Regions from separate parts of the Rattus norvegicus genome. Here region 2 is linked to region 1. Evidence: chromatin contacts called from public Hi-C data. All regions are on one chromosome and are shown on one strand. The core of a region is the stretch at or near the end of the contact, and the rest is flanking DNA. Distances in the headings are between cores, read along the strand shown. Region 1 holds the start of Brwd3 (bromodomain and WD repeat domain containing 3). Region 2 holds the start of Hmgn5 (high mobility group nucleosome binding domain 5).

Region 1 (2,700 bases), core at 170-2,669:
TATTGCTGTGATAAAGAAAAATATAAACTATCTCCTAGGTCACTGTAAGGATTAAATAAGTTACAGCAGGTAAAATATGTGTTTAAATGATTTACAGCAGGTAAATAAAAGAAATGGGCAGAAAGAGTTACTAAGGATATGCTAAGTTTATGCTTACTTAATTGAATTCTATGCCCAATGTGGTAATGGCTAAGCTCCCTGAATCAGAAAATTATACTCCCACTATAGCCACACAGTTAGGTGAACCTTCAAATTTGAGTGTTTCAACGAAAGTAATGTATACAATTCAAATAGTATTTGTTTTCCCATCAGGTGTTGCCTCTGTGAATTCTGTTCACAGTAACATCCTGAGAACAGGATGTTAAGAGAAATTGGGGAAGTGAACCAGTTTACTCAAACTGTCAATTATTATACAAATCCTTCGATCACTGAAGATTTACCTACCCCAAACAGCAGGCCAGCGCTCTGCTAAGAGTTAAAGTTATACATTAAAACAATTGTAGCCTCAAAACATTGGAAAAAGACTTAGTAAAGTGGAATGGTGACTCATGTCTGCCACGTGAACAGCAGGGAAGCTGAGGCAGGAGGATTGACACAGGGAATGCCAGGAGAGCCTTGGATAAATAGTGAACATAGTGCAAGCATGACAGAGAATAACACTTCAAAGACAAAACCAACCAAACTATCATTTCTATCCAAATTTCACAATAGTTAAAAACTTTAAAAATGTTTTGGTAGAATTTCAAAACAGAGTTCCAACTTATCTTACAGGAATGGAGAAGATACCGCTTGTTGATCATTTCAGAAGGGGGAAAAGGCCTCGTGGTTAAAGTGCAAACTTCTCGTTCAATATTTATCAGAATCAAGGGGATACTTTAAGTAGTTTTCTAGAAGAATATTATTCCCTTGCTCCAGCTATCAGGTAAGCACAGCACTTTCATTTGGTATACTGTTCCTCCTTTGGCAACAAAACCTTTTAGTAGCTAGCGACTTTTTTTTTGGGGGGGGGAGGGTAGAAAAAGAACAAACAAACCAAATCCTTTCGGTGACCCAAGGTAAGCTAGGTCAAGTCAGTCTCTCACAAGTTTCTATGGACCAGGTCTGGAGAAAGGTTCCTTCACCGGAAAGGGTACGATTGCCCTTACAGGAAGGGTAAGCAACTCGGGAGCTCTGGGACGCCAACGCCACCACAGAGTTTGACAAAGGTTGCCAGAGCGTCTGCCTGCGTTTAGAACCTCTTCCTTGTTCTCTGGGCAGTAACTAGGCAACCCCAGGCCGGCTTAAGCGGCTGGAACTAGGCGGCCGCCTTAGTGCCTCTGGCGGCCAGCCTGGAGCTCTGCAAGCTGCTCCCTCCTCTCCTCCCTCCCCCCTCTTTCTATGACTCCACCCCTTTTCCCCCGCCCACCCCTCCGCGACTTCAGCTCCTCCCTCTCCTTCTCTCTTGCTCTCCTTCCTCCTCCGCCTCCTCAGCTCTTGGGCTAGAATATCTATGGGTCGAAACGTGATGCGATGAATCCGAGAGAGACCGAAACTGGGACGAAGAGTGCGGCGGAAGCGGCGGGACTCCCAAGCATGGGGGCTTCACCACAATAGAGGCAGCGCCCCCACCCGCCCCCGCCAGCCCTCCGGAGCGAAGCCCCCAAACCCCCTCGGGAAAAGGATGGCGGCGGCACCTACCCAGATCGAAGCCGGTGGGTAGCTGAGCCGGGGGCTAAAGGGATAGGGGATTTGTGCGACTGCTGTCAGAATTTTTTTTTAAAGCTTGTATCTCTCTTCCTTGCCTCTCTCTCTACGTCTCCCCCCACCCCCCACCCCTTCTTTAGAGCTGTATTACCTGATCGCAAGGTTCTTGCAGTCCGGACCCTGTAACAAATCCGCTCAGGTGAGAGGGGAAAAGGATATCTGGGAGTGTTGGGGAATGGTCCCATTGGGGAAATTGAGGCACCGGGTAAGCAGTGCAGTTGGAGGGTGAGGGAAAGGCCGGCCGCGATTACTCCTACAGTCAGCGGCTGTGTTGGAAGTGGGGAGGGAGGAATGGGTTGGCGCCCCAATCTGTTCCTCACATCTGTGTGTCCCTCTTCCCCAGGTGCTAGTGCAAGAGCTCGAAGAGCATCAGGTATGGACCCCCTTTGGGAAGAGGTGGGGAGGGCTGGGGAGAACCTGGAGGAAGGGTAAGGTAGGTCAGGGGCCGAGGACAGGGGCCGGGAGAGAGCCTTCGAGCTGGACAGTTGGGACTGTTGTCACTTGGGGTGAACCGGGCTCTTTGCTTAGAAGGGGCGGACAACGCAGGGGTCTAAACTCGCTGCCTTTTATTCCTGCGGGAGGTGTTTTTTCAGGATTTCCTTTCCTTTGGCCTGCCCCCCACCCCCCACCCCGGACACGGCGGCAGTAGCTGTTGGGACTGGAGAAATTAAAATGCTAAAGGGTCCAGGACTAGACTCCAGGCTGGGTGCTGCTGATGGGGACCAGAGGCTTTTCCTTCACACACCCCCCCCCTTTCTTTTCCTCCGGCCCCCAGCTGATTCCGCGCCGCTTAGACTGGGAAGGGAAAGAGCACCGAAGAAGCTTCGAGGATCTGGTTAGTAAACTTTTCGTTTCAACTTAGCCCAACTCTTTATCCACTCCCTCCCCACCTTGTGCCCCCAACCCGCCCCTGGCCCTTCAGCCCTCAGAGCTCCCCGAGCCTGCTGTTCGGTGTTC
Region 2 (2,700 bases), core at 88-2,587, 230 kb before region 1:
GCCTGCTTCTGCCTCCCAAGTTCTGGGATTAAAAGCATACACCACTAGGCCAGGGACCTAATTTTTTTTTTCTTTTCTTTTTTTTTCGGAGCTGGGGACCGAACCCAGGGCCTTGCGCTTGCTAGGCAAGAGCTCTACCACTGAGCTAAATCCCCAACCCTAGGGACCTAATTTTTTAAGTAACTGTTTAAAAGGTTAATTTTCCTTTTTGATTAGACTTTCAGCTTAGGGAATGCAGACTGTTGTTGAAACACTTTTAAATACAATTAGCTCTTTCAACAACCGAAGCGAAGCACATCTCAAAAAAAGCTGCAGGGACCCGGCCTGTTTAGTTCCAGTAACAATTAGCAGCCCTCTGCGCTCTGTTTTAACCAGAATTATTTCTAAGCATCTTATTCTTTTCTCCAAACGTTTAGGTCTCAGACTCGCACTAGAAGACAAATGAAAGATTCTCAGCACAGAAAGCTGCTACTTAAACACTGAGACTAGAATAGGTTTAGGTGGCACTTCCGTGGGCCAAAAAAAATTTTTTTAAATAATAAAAATTTTTAAAAAAAGGAGGCACCTCAAGTTTCAGTAATGAATATAACAAATGGTTTTGGTTTGCTTTCTATGTAGTCTTAAATATCATCTTTGAATTACGAATCCATTAAAGCCAATGTTTTTCCTCTGGGTAGACCTCTGCTATTACAGACTTCCCGCGTGGCCCCATTTAATTCTCGTTCCAGGCGGAGTACTAGCTCTTTTAGAAGGTAGGCGGCCTGCAAGCGAGTCCTGCTCTTCCAGGTCCCAGATTTATTGCTACTCTCCACCTGCGGGAGGCGCGCAGTTCTGGCACCCTTCTAAAGCCAGGACCACAGTTCAGCCTTGGCGGGAAGTTCTCACGACCAGAAACGTTCCCACTCTTTTTCTGAGCTCTAAACGGGTGATCCTGTCACTCCGACCTCGCCCTTTTGCTAACTGGGAAAGACTGGAGCTTCTGGCTCAATCCAGTCTCAAAAGGGCCCGCCACCCCGCGCGAAGAAAGAAGCGGGGGTGGAGATCGTGGGGGTCAAAAACCAACTGTTAGAGCTTTTGCTTGTCGTTCTAACTTTAAAAAAGGGTGAAAGGCAAAAAAACTGGATTTCCTGCTGGTCACGTTGGAGCACTAGGCGTCTGCTAAGTGCGTGGACTCCGGCACCCTAGAGGCAGTCAAAGCCGGCAGCGTACGAGGGCTTCGGGCAAGTTCGCGGGCCACGCCTTCCGAACCGGCCACCTCCCCTCATTGGCCTGACAGCCTGTCACTCCAACCTGGCTCCCACTTCGGGTAACCATTCACGTAGTTTGGTTGCGTCTTGGCGTGTTTAATGTTGCCAATAACGAGAGATTTTTTTTTAGGGGGAGGGGGGACGCGAGTACATATCGTGCTGCAATTAGTTCATTGAAAACTCAGTCGCTCGCGGAGCAGTCAGGCAGAGACTCCTCTCGGCTTTTTTTCCCTCCTGCCTAAGGATCTCCTACGGAGAGCTGCAACAATGCCCAAAAGAAAGGTAAGTGAAATGGGAAGATAGACGGGAGATTTGCTGCCGAAATACATATTTCCTACGGCAGAGATTTCGATCTTTTTGAAAGAGCATTTTGGCTTCTAGTTTGATTTTGTGATGTTCTGAATGGAAGGCGAGGGAAAGGTAGCGATCGGTCTGTGTTTGGTTTCGGAAGGTCTCGTATGCAACTGGTAGTTCACTTTTGGCTTGTTTTGTTTAAAGGAGAGAATCGTTTGAGAGGTGTCTCCATGCTGAATTACAAACAGCCATAGCGCTGTGCTGTCGCTTCCTACCCCACCCCCCTTCCTCCGCTTACCCTATTGGAGAACTCTTCTCCCAACCACACTTCCAGCGCCAGCTTCCTCCTCTACCTCTAGCTTTTCTTGGGGAACCGTCCCGTTTGGGGGAGCGAAAGCCCTGGCTTTCTCTTGTTTTTGCCTTTGTTCTTTCCGTTTTCTTTTTTCCTTTTTCCCCCCTCTTCCCTCCTCCACTTCTTGTCATGCCAGATGGCTATGCAATGGTAATCCTGTGCCATTAGGCGGCGCAGACTTCAAACTGTCCTAGAGAAGGGAGAGATTCACCGCTGTAATTAGAAACTTTAGATCTGAGAGATTTGGCACTCTTGGAACTCTCTAGTTAAAGGTGGAAAGGTGATTAGAGAGCCGTGTCCGAAAAACTACTGCCAGCGTTGGTTGGTGGGGTGCCGTGGGATTAGTTCACTTTAGACATGGGGAGTTGATTCGAGCTACCGAGGGCTACAGGTCTTCTGTAACCCTTCACTTCAAAATTCCTGTCTCCGCGCAGATAGGAAATAAGTTGAAGCTCAGTGTTTGTGCCACCCCCCTCCCCGAGTCTCTTACAACTAAAATGGAATGTTGTTTCATTGCTTGGTGAAATCATAAAATAAAATACTGTGTTAATGTAAAAACCTTATGATTGTGTTTTTATATTCTTGTGAATCCGTCCGCCTTCCGTATTCCTAGAACAGAGAAATGAGGCTGAAATTCCTCAGTGCTCTGGGGCTGTATCATTGAAATAATAGCCTGGTAATTCCCAGAGTAAAGGGCTACTCAGATACGGAAAGCAATTGTTTCTTCTAATCACCACCCCCTTCCCGAGGCTCCCGCCGCCCGGCTCTGTACGTCTTGTGCAATGGATCTTGCTATTTTGCAGAGCT

What was found. A called contact is a pair of places that touch in the nucleus more often than the background predicts.
Region 2: a Hi-C map of liver shows a contact between it and region 1, with 7 times the contacts expected there. The contact joins the promoter of Hmgn5 here to the promoter of Brwd3 in region 1. A contact is called at or near these places in 5 of 12 Hi-C or Micro-C datasets (the A7r5 cell line, frontal cortex, liver and 1 more).

What each region holds. Positions count from the first base shown.
Region 1 is chrX:77,935,959-77,938,658 of GRCr8, reverse strand. It overlaps Brwd3 (bromodomain and WD repeat domain containing 3), which reads left to right and starts at 1,419. Exons shown (of 41, transcript XM_008773357.4): 1 at 1,419-1,691; 2 at 1,824-1,882; 3 at 2,087-2,116; 4 at 2,519-2,578. The coding sequence starts at 1,661.
Region 2 is chrX:78,168,644-78,171,343 of GRCr8, reverse strand. It overlaps Hmgn5 (high mobility group nucleosome binding domain 5), which reads left to right and starts at 1,337. Exons shown (of 7, transcript NM_001276434.1): 1 at 1,337-1,529. The coding sequence starts at 1,515.